Regions from separate parts of the Mus musculus genome. Here regions 1 and 3 are each linked to region 2. A link is a contact called in public Hi-C and promoter capture Hi-C data. All regions are on one chromosome and are shown on one strand. The core of a region is the stretch at or near the end of the contact, and the rest is flanking DNA. Distances in the headings are between cores, read along the strand shown.

Region 1 (3,309 bases), core at 121-2,620, 3.4 Mb before region 2:
CTTTTTCTATAAAGGGCATTCAGAATGGTCCTGAAAACTGTTATATGTTGCCGGGCGTGGTGGCGCATGACTTTAATCCCAGCACTCTGGAAGCAGAGGCAGGCAGATTTCTGAGTTTGAGGCCAGCCTGGTGTACAGAGTGAGTTCCAGGACATCCAGAGCTACACAGAGAAACCCTGTCTCGGAAAACAAAAACAAAAACAAAAACAAAAATACTGTTATATATTTATAATTAATAGTTTAATTTCCTCTCACTTTTATTTTCCCTTTTCATGCAGTTTCTAAACAAACATTTTCTTATGCATTTCCCTAGGGCTTCTTTATGACGATAGAGAACATATAATTTTCCTTTTTCTTGACATCACAGAGATTTCAGGAAGGCTATATAGGAGCTCATTCTTTTGCTATCTTCCCTTAGTTGTCCTTGGAAAAAACAAATTTTGAAAGTCTCTTGGTGCTAGAGTCATCTTTCCTGGATAATGTAGCTACCACCTGTGATCCAAGATGCTTTTCTTTATAAAGAATAGAGACCATCACTAAAAACCCAATTGGATACAGAACAAAGACTGACAGATCATGGTGGTCCCAACCCCAACAGATACATCCACATCATGTCTCCTGCATCTATGGCTCAGAGGACATGGAGGAAGAGGAGGCAAAAAAAAAATTGTAAGAAATCTAGGATGTCAGCTGTGAAACAGCCTCCAAGAAATGGCTGCATACACAAGACTGAAACAATTGCAGTATCAATAGACAATATCAATATCAATGGAAGGGGGTAAAATTTCACAGGGTGCCACCCCAAACCAAAGAACTACTGGCAACTATTGACTGCTGGGAAATGGAGAATTAGTCTCTCCCTAAGATGAGCCCTCTTATTAGCTGTCCAATGCAGTCTTGAAACCTTGAAATCATATGCACACAAATAACATATAAAAACAAAAACTTAGCCAGTGGAATATGTACATATATAGATACAGATATCTCTATATCTGTATAGATATAGATATATACTTGTTCATGCACATACATATATACAACATATATACATATACACAAACACACATGAATGTAGCAATAACAAAGAAAAGAGGCTATCAGCTTGAGAGTGAGAGGGTAGGAGAAAAGACTAGGGGGAGGAAGGAAAGTGATGTAATTCTACTTCAGTTAAAATTTTTTTCTTTTTAAAAGTCTTTTTACGAGGCAACCAAGAGGACGGAAAAAACTGGAGGAAGTAAAGGGAGGAGAGAAAATGTTGCATTGCTACTTCAGCTAAAAGAATTTCTTTTTAAAAGTCTTTTTACGAAGCAACCACTAAGAGGAGGGAGAAGGGGGGGATCATAGAGTGTCGCTGGTGCCTAGAGAAGCCGGAAGTGCTCTGTGCCCCGCCCCCCGGGGTCGGACTTTCGACACTTTTGTGACTGCGGGGTGCTACGAGGTGCTGCGTTCGCGGGTGGGTTTGGGTCCCGTCCTGTTACCGTCCTCCCGCAGGGGTCGGCTGCTTGTGGGGGTTGGGGGTGGGACAAAACATCTTCCTCCGCGGCCTAGTGGCGCCGAGAAGATAAACTCGGTGGCCACTTGGGCCGAGCGCCCGACAGGGCCTCGGGCGCCTCGCCTCAGGCCGGTTCCGGGTGTCTGGTCAGTCTCAGGGCGTTTGGCGATGGGATTCTCGGGTCTTGTACTTAAGCTTTGAAAATGGGAGACGTCACAGTTTTGCTTTTCCTGGAGACAAGGTCAGTTCCAAGGTCTTTATTCTGGGGTACTGGAAGAGAGCCAGAACTTTGGAATCGGGTTGCTTGGTCGAATCTGGCCTCAGCTCCTTTGTGACTTCTCCCCCCAGTCCCTTAACCTTTCTGTGTTTTGCTATTTTAGGGGATAATGATGTCGCCTAACTTACTGGATTGTTGTGAGGAATAAATGGCTTCATTTGTGCAAAGGTGCTTAAAATAGTACCAGGCACGGGGTAATCTGCACAGTGTAAAGATAGCTGTTATTATTCCTGTTGCTTTTCCTAACTAGGACAGCACTTTCTCTTCATCGATCAGCCTTGGTACTGGCTGTTGTCTTTTGAATGTTAGTACTATTTATCAGTTCTCTTTATAATGAATGATTTCTGTATTTTAGGAGGGAAAATAGAACATTCTGGAAAAGAGCCTATCCCACAGCAAAGAGTAAAAGTGGTTTGTGTAGTGTCTTGTAATGGTCAGGCTCACAGAGGTTTAAAATCCTGGGGATGCCTTTTTTTTTTTTTTTTTTTTTTTTTGGTGGGAGGAGGAGCTTGAGAAACAGGAGGAGCGTCTAACCGCGAAGGATTAGGACCCTGTTGTAAGCAGACATTGCTGCCGACCTGCCAGCTTTCTGACCCTCAGCGAGATTCCTCTCCAGTGTGAGAACCACACGGACGGCTGATAGTTAGAAGTGATGATAGGTAGATTGGCGATAGATTAGAGATAAGTCGATCTGATCCTGAGTTCCCACTAACACCCTTTGTTCTTTTTGCAGGTTTTTAAAGCTAATATTGACCATACACAGTTTGCCATGGTCATTGAGTTGATGCCTCTTGTGGTCTTTGAAAGTCCTTTCATCTTCCTTCTTTTTCTTAAGGAATTGGATCTTTAACCTCCTGAGGGTATACAGGGATCCCTGAAGCATTCTTTTCTCTATTTGTAACTTAACAAAAAACAAAAACAAAAACAAAACCCTTGTCTTTGGTTTACTTATTTGGCAAACGCCTGTGTTGGTAAACAGTCTTCTGATCCTGTACCTTTGTACTCTGCCCAGCTGGTGAGACTCCAGATAGGCAAGCTGACAAAACGTGAGTGTGTGAAGCCGTTATTAAGAATGTATCAGTGTTCATTTTTCTAGCCTCAGCTCTACTCTTCTTCCTTGATCCCAACAAAATGCTTTGGCCTGTACTCAGGAAAGAAAGAAGATAAGGTTTTGTTTACTATTTAAAATGACATTAGTAAAGATTTGAATGTGAATCAGAGAGAAACTCCATCTCACCTGCAGTAGTAGGCCCACCATTCAGCCATAAATCTTATAGTCCTCTTCAGTCATGCTTTTCCTGCCTTTCCCCCATCCGTCCTTACCAGCCTCCCTTTTCCTTCCTTTTCCTGCTCTCCTTCCCCTGTCTTTCTTTCATTCTTTTTACAGCTAACTAGAGGCCAAGACAACAGATCCCTTCATCTGCAGGTACAGCAATGTGCTATAAAGTAGGAGCTTTAATTTAGACATACTATCATGAACAGAATTGATAGTAATTCCTTAATATTGCATTCATGCTTTCCTGATTGACCCAAAAGTATC
Region 2 (3,206 bases), core at 526-3,025:
TTGGTGAGGGGGGCTGGATTAGCTGAGCCTGAGTTTACTATTCTGGCTGACCAGAAAGTCCCAGGAATCCACTTGTGTCCACCTTCCAAGATCTGGAATTACAAACTCACATTATTACATCTGGCTTTTTTTAGTGTGCGGTATGGGGTTCTAATTCTTCTCTTCTTCCTTGCAATGTAATTATTTTACTGACTAAGCTATAGCTCAGATAGTTCAACTTTTAAAGGGTATATATTCATTGAAAGGTGTGGAGATGTCTCTCAGTTGGTGCAATGAATGCTGGAATCCTGTATCCAATCCCCAACACCACACAAACTGGGCATGCTGATGTACATCTGTAATCCTAGCACTCAGGAGTTAGACACAGAATAATCAGAAGTTCAAAATTATTCACACCCTCCTACATTTTTTTCGCTCTTTTTAATAAGAGGCAGGACAAGATTATCTGTTTTCTAATATTTATTTTTACTTATATGTGTATGTATTTGTATGCATGTATGCCATGTGTGCACAAGCACTTTTGGAGGCCAGAAGAGGGCTTGAGACTCCCTGGAGCTGGTGTCACAGGTGGTTGTGAGCCATCACCCAATTGTATGTAGATGCCCAGAACCAAGTTAACATCCCCCAGAAGAGCAGCAAGTGTTTGTAATTGCTGAGCCATCTCTTCAGACCCTGTCCTTTAGGGTTTATCATGCAAGGGTTGAGTTGGATTTTTTTTATTGCATTTGTTTTCATATGGTGTGTGTGTGTGTGTGTGTGTGTGTGTGTAGGTCAGAGGACAATTTGTAGGAGTTTAATCTCTCCTTCCATCACGTGGGTCCTGGTGATTGACACCGTTCCTGGGACTTTACCCACTGAGCCAACTCACAGAAGTTTTCTATCTTACTCATTTCAATCACTATTTCTATGGCTTCCTATACTGCCATTTTGCTTCTAATTAAGATCTCTATATACATACACCTTATCACATTTTATATTTGGTTTTATACATACATTTATAGGATACAAAATTCTCTCTGAAGATAAAAAGTAATAACTTTGTGTAGGGGATAACTTATTGACAGAGCATATATTCCTTATTGGCAAAACTTTTGCCTTCAGGACAAAAATGTAAAATAAACTAAAACAGTAACCTGTTTCCTCTTCCCTCACAATGATTACTTTTTTCATATCACTTACAGTCTTCAAACTATGAGTTACTTATAAGTATTGTTGGCTAACTGGCCGTTTCTACACTAATAGGAAGTCCATTGGGACTGAGAACTTTTATTCCTATAGTGCGCTGTCCCAAAATGATGAGTGATGCGAAATAGGTATTCAAAACAAATTGTCAGAAAAATTCAGTTATCACATGACAAAACAAGAACGCTACTGATGTGCAGTTCTTCAACATGAACTCCCAGCCAGAAGTTGCTAAATGCTTGAGCCACATTCCTTAACTCTCCTAGTCAAAGGCTAAGAGGGAAATTGCCAATGGACGCTGGTTTTACAAAAGTGTTCCCATTACTTAATCTCAAACCGATCCTAGAATCAGCTTTCACATTCTAAAGTTCTTGGCTGCACGTGGGCGTCCAATGCCTTCAGCACTTGCAGAAACTGAATCTCAGCCCTTGAATGGTGGGACTTAGCTTGCAGCACCCAGCTAGCCCCACGCTGCCCATCCCAGAGGCGTAGGAAGAGACCCAACCCTTAGCCTCCAAGCCGCAAGGGGAGCCGCACACGCCCCTCCGTCCCACGCCTTGTCCTTTCGTCCCGCCCCCCGAACCGGAAGCACTTGCCCGGGTTTCCGGCGGCTCCGGGACTCGTGGTGTTCCGGGCGATGTCTTGGTTTCGAGCGGCTCCGGAGAACGCGAGCCCTGGAGACCAGGACGTGTTTGACGAGGAAGCGGACGAGTCTCTGTTAGCGCAGCGGGAATGGCAGGGTCACATGCGGAAACGAGTCCAAGTAAATGGACGGGACGCGGGAGAAAGGGACTCCCAGGCGGGACCCGGGGGCTCCCTGGCAGGGGCACGCACGCAGAAGCCTGGGCGGAGGAGCGCGGGTCTCCGAGCCAGCGCGCTCCAGTGTTGCCGGGTCTTAAGAATCCTGGTTGTTTCTTGGTGCTCTTTCGGAGCCCCACCGGGTTTGGAGCAGGGACATTGACCCTACTCTACAACGTGAACTTTATTCAGTCCCTCAAGAGTGTGCAGTTTGGGGTCGGGGGAGCAGAGGAGGAGAAATGCACACCCACTAGGCTGATGGCCCGCAGAGAACGCAGTCACAGAGAGTCCAAAGTTAGGCGTGATGTTATCAAGGCTTGGAGAAGGGTGAACTGAGAATGTTGTCAAGGGAAGGTAAGGGGGAGGTAGAGAAGGGAATACTGTTCCAGCTTTACTTTAAATGCGTTATTCAATCCGGACCTGTCTTGCCATTCATTGAAACTTGCTTAGTACTATTTGGGTAGAATCGGCGCTTTTTCTGGGTGAGAACTACTTGCTAAGATCTGTCTCCACATGGGGGTGGATTCCAGAGTATAAAGACCTGCGTTCGATCCCTGGAACGTACTTTGTGGAAGGACAGAATGGGTTTCTGGAAGTTATTTTCTGACCTTCACGCTCAAGGAAGTAAATAAATGCCTCCCTCAAGAAAAATAAGTAAATATATGTTACTTAACTGTTTAAAAGATAAGAACTGCATCCACCCAATATACTAGCCATTAAATTACCCTCTTAAAGCTGCAGTTATGTCAACCCTAATTTAATGTTCCAGTAAGTTCATATTTGTTGAGCCCAGCAACCATCATATCATTACAAAAATACCATAGGAATCCAGGGCTAAACTAATAATAATAATAAGACAAATCTCTATGCCACAGTTTAGATTAGATTTCTAAAATCAGACTTCCTCTTCACTGTTCCTAAAATAGTTCCCTCTTCCCAGGCCTTGCCAGCCTCCTTATCTATCCTATTCTAGTCCGTTACCAAGAGACCAGACATGTAGTTTCCCATTTCTGTGAAGACCTTGCTAACACAGTTTTTAAAAAAAACATAACAACTGATATTTAATGTTTGCACAGTAACCCTAGATTTCCAAAGTGACTTCCCCGTGTGGCATCGAGGCATCTGCCTGTCATCGATTAGGAGAGTGAGGAAGGTAGGATAAGGAGCTCCAGGCCAGCCTGGAAAACATTTTAAAAAAATAAGACAGATCTGACAAGGAAAGATGA
Region 3 (3,255 bases), core at 90-2,589, 3.4 Mb before region 2:
ATATATTTAAAGCAACATAAAAACATAATTATTGATAGTGTAAAGAGAATACTTTTCTATGGAAATAATGATATTGACAGTATTGTAAACAGTCTGTAAAGTGTTAATAAAGTTTCAAAGTAATTTTTGAATAAAATTAAAGCTATAAAAAGAAAGTAAAGATTTTTAAATGGTGTTTCCTACAGCATTACTTAATAAAGAATATAACTAAACCTGCATTATTGAGGATAGTTAAGTAAATTATTGTACCCTATACAACGGAATATTGTTGGGATGTTTATGCTTATGGGTCTGGGAGAGGCTCGGTTGGTAAAATGCCTATGACAGTGGTAGGGATGGTAGTATAGAGCTATAATCCCCCTGGGGGTGGGGGATCCCCAGAGCTTGCTGGCAGCCAATGTAGCTGCATCAGTGAGCCCCAAGATTCAGTAAGAGACCTTGTCTAAAAAATAAAGTTGAAGAGTTATAGAGAAAAGCCTCAGGAATCGACCTCTGGCCTCCATACCCACATGCACATGTGGATGTTCATAAACACTCAAAACAACAATATTTTTCAGCTGCTATAGAAAAAGGATTGCTGTCTTAGCCAAATAATAAAGTGCAAACTTACATTTTGATTTCCGTAAGTGCTTCAAAAGCTATTATTCTCGATGAACAAAACGTTCCCAAATGTCCTGAGAATTTATAAGACATCTCTAGGAAGGTTGTGGTGGTAGATCCGCCAGTAAGTGCTTGCCAACACACCTGAGTTCAATCCTTGAGACCCACAAAGCAAGAGAGCTCCAAGTTGTCATATGATCTCCCAGTCGAATACACAGGAAGTAAATATGGTTAACTTTTGAATTCAAGCTACCTGGGATTTTGCACGCATATAAAATCTGTATACTCACCTTAGGGCTTTGTTGGGTATTTACCCAACTGACTGTCCGCACAAGACCCTGTAAAGGCCAACTCAGCTTTGTCTTTATGGAAGACAGTCTAGGAAAATTTTTCTTTTGTGGTGCTGGGGACCGAACCCAGTAAGTATGTCAAGCAAGAGCGCTCCCTCAGGTACATCCTACAGGGTTTTTTGGTTTTTTTTTTTTTTTTTTTTGTTGTTGTTGTTGTTGAAATGATTTACGGAAATGAGCGCGTGTTTGGTTTCTTCGAAACTACCAGGAGAGGTGCGGGTCAGGAAAACCACGACCTGGCTCCACCGGTGCACCAGAGATTGTCACCAGGCTTCTAAGGAGCACAACGCTTGCCGGAAGTTGCCAGTGAGTCTCCAGCTCCAACTACAGGAAGTGCCCCCTCGGTGCCCAGCTCCGTCTGCAGGAAGTGCCCCCTGTCCTTCATCCCTTTGGACTCCTTCCCGCCGACCTTCATCGTCGCGGGCTCGGAGACTAACAGCAAGAACCGCCAGGCTGTGGCGCTCTGGCCTCTTGGCTCTGGTCGCAGGCTTTTTTCATGAGCTTCGGCACATCCTCACGTCCTCGTAGCACACGTTCCCTAAACTTTTAAGCAGCAAATAGACACCCTTAGCTGCTGGGCGCTGGCGTATATAATTTTAGCGTAGATCTGGGCAGGTTAGAGCCCTGGCGAAGGCACTACAGGTACATCTATTACGTTCGTCCGGTCTTTGTTGGGTATCAGGTACGTGCTGCGATTCTAGTTTATGTAGAGGTCTGCCAGGAGCAGGGGTGGCTGTGCAGTGATCTGCAATAGAAGCTGGAGAACGGAGTACGTGCACCCAGAGGTGCACACCCGGTTGCCACCTGTGTGGCTCAGTTTTCCCATTCCTATTTTAGGTTCGAGGGTAGCCACGATAGATTATGCAGGTACAGAGCAGGTCTTGTGTCAGTAGGAATTTACATTGGAAGGATAGACCAATACAGAGCAGGAAAAAAAACTGTCACCCTGAATTCGAGGAACTGGGAAGTCCATGGTTTTTTTAGTAGGTAGGAACTAACTTCTTTTATTCTAGGATTAACTTTACTCATGGAAAATAATTAGGTGCTTAATATACTTGGTGGTAAACTAAACGGGAGACGCAGGTAAGATTGGATTCTGGGAGTTTGAAGTTAGCCCAAGGAGAAGTTTCTGATGGTTGCCATGGTTTTGTACGTGCGTGTGCGTGTGCGTGTGCGTGTGTGTGTGTGTGTGTAATGGCAGTCTGACCTCAAAGGACGCTAGAAGTTTGTCCTCACCAGCAAGCAAGCAAAGTTTCCTCTCTGAACACCGTTTGCAGCTCTCTAATTCGGTGCAGATGGATGGTTCCTATATGCTGTGTATACAAGACACAAGACTGGTTCCCACTTTCAACATCAGTTCTAAGTTCCACTTTATTTTACCTATGCTTCTGACCCACTGGCTGGAAATCAGGGTTTTTACTAACTGCTCCCAGAGCTCAGATCCCACAGAACTCAGGAAACATGCTTACTGACGTGTTACAAAGCGTATTGCAAAGGATTCAGGTGAAGCAGGGATAGATATCCCTGTGTTTACGAATAAGGGGTGTGGTACTTCTATGCCCTCTGTGGAGGCATCAGTCTCCAACTGTTTGGAAGCTCCACATCCTGCCTTTTGAATTTTGATGGAGACATTATTATATAGACCTAGTTAATTGAATAACTGTTCGGTGGTCATCCATTTAACTTACAGCTTATCCCATCCAAAGGAGTTTTATTTTGTTTTGTTTTGTTTGTTTTTAAAGCAACATGGCTCTAAGAACACCCACACTATTATGTAACCACCACAATGAATTGAGATCTGCAAGCTAACTCAGGGGTTATTCCTGGATAGTAAACATTTCTAGATGCTATAGAAGAGCTACTGTATTCCTGGATTAATTTAGAAAACCACAAATGACAGCATTTTAGCATTGCTGTTCTTCACTTAAAATATTTTATACATCTTTCACATTAGTACATGTGCTGTTCCTTTTCATTTGTATTTAATAAATACATGTTCTGCCAGTGTATAATTCTTATATACTTTCATAGCTGGCCTCTTACTAATGAACTTCCAGCACTGTAAAATTATCCTTTATTTACCTGATTTAATTGTCTCCAAGGCTTATTACCTCAATCTGCTAACTTAGGCCTTGTCCTGAACATTTCTAGCTTCCATACAACCTAATCTAGGTCTAGAATGTTTTCAGCCTCTGAGACTTGCTGCTAACTAAGCTTACTCTTTCTAGTTCATTCTGATCTCTAGCTGGTTGGCCAATTCAGCTGTTCTGACTCAAATTCCTCCCCATGCCAACTGATTCAATCT

The links. Promoter capture Hi-C pulls out the DNA fragments that hold promoters and counts their contacts. Hi-C and Micro-C count contacts between places; a contact is called where the count stands out from the background.
Region 1: a Hi-C map of muscle stem cells shows a contact between it and region 2, with 8 times the contacts expected there. The contact joins the promoter of Zkscan3 here to the promoter of Yae1d1 in region 2. A contact is called at or near these places in 2 of 484 Hi-C or Micro-C datasets (CD4 T cells and muscle stem cells).
Region 3: a contact with region 2 is called in a promoter capture Hi-C map of pre-B cells, with 4 times the contacts expected there. The contact joins the promoter of Pgbd1 here to the promoter of Yae1d1 in region 2. A contact is called at or near these places in 2 of 39 promoter capture datasets (cranial neural crest and pre-B cells).

Annotation. Positions count from the first base shown.
Region 1 is chr13:21,400,816-21,404,124 of GRCm38.p6, reverse strand. Zkscan3 (zinc finger with KRAB and SCAN domains 3) reads left to right here and starts at 1,370. Exons shown (of 6, transcript NM_001145778.2): 1 at 1,370-1,453.
Region 2 is chr13:17,991,920-17,995,125 of GRCm38.p6, reverse strand. It overlaps Yae1d1 (Yae1 domain containing 1), which reads left to right and starts at 1,775. Exons shown (of 3, transcript NM_025904.3): 1 at 1,775-1,945. The coding sequence starts at 1,820.
Region 3 is chr13:21,439,137-21,442,391 of GRCm38.p6, reverse strand. It overlaps Pgbd1 (piggyBac transposable element derived 1), which reads left to right and starts at 1,339. Exons shown (of 5, transcript NM_001162920.1): 1 at 1,339-1,632. It overlaps Zscan26 (zinc finger and SCAN domain containing 26), which reads left to right. Exons shown (of 6, transcript NM_001347491.1): 6 at 1-212. It overlaps 4930470G03Rik (RIKEN cDNA 4930470G03 gene), which reads right to left and starts at 1,921. Exons shown (of 4, transcript NR_151504.1): 1 at 891-1,921; 2 at 611-756.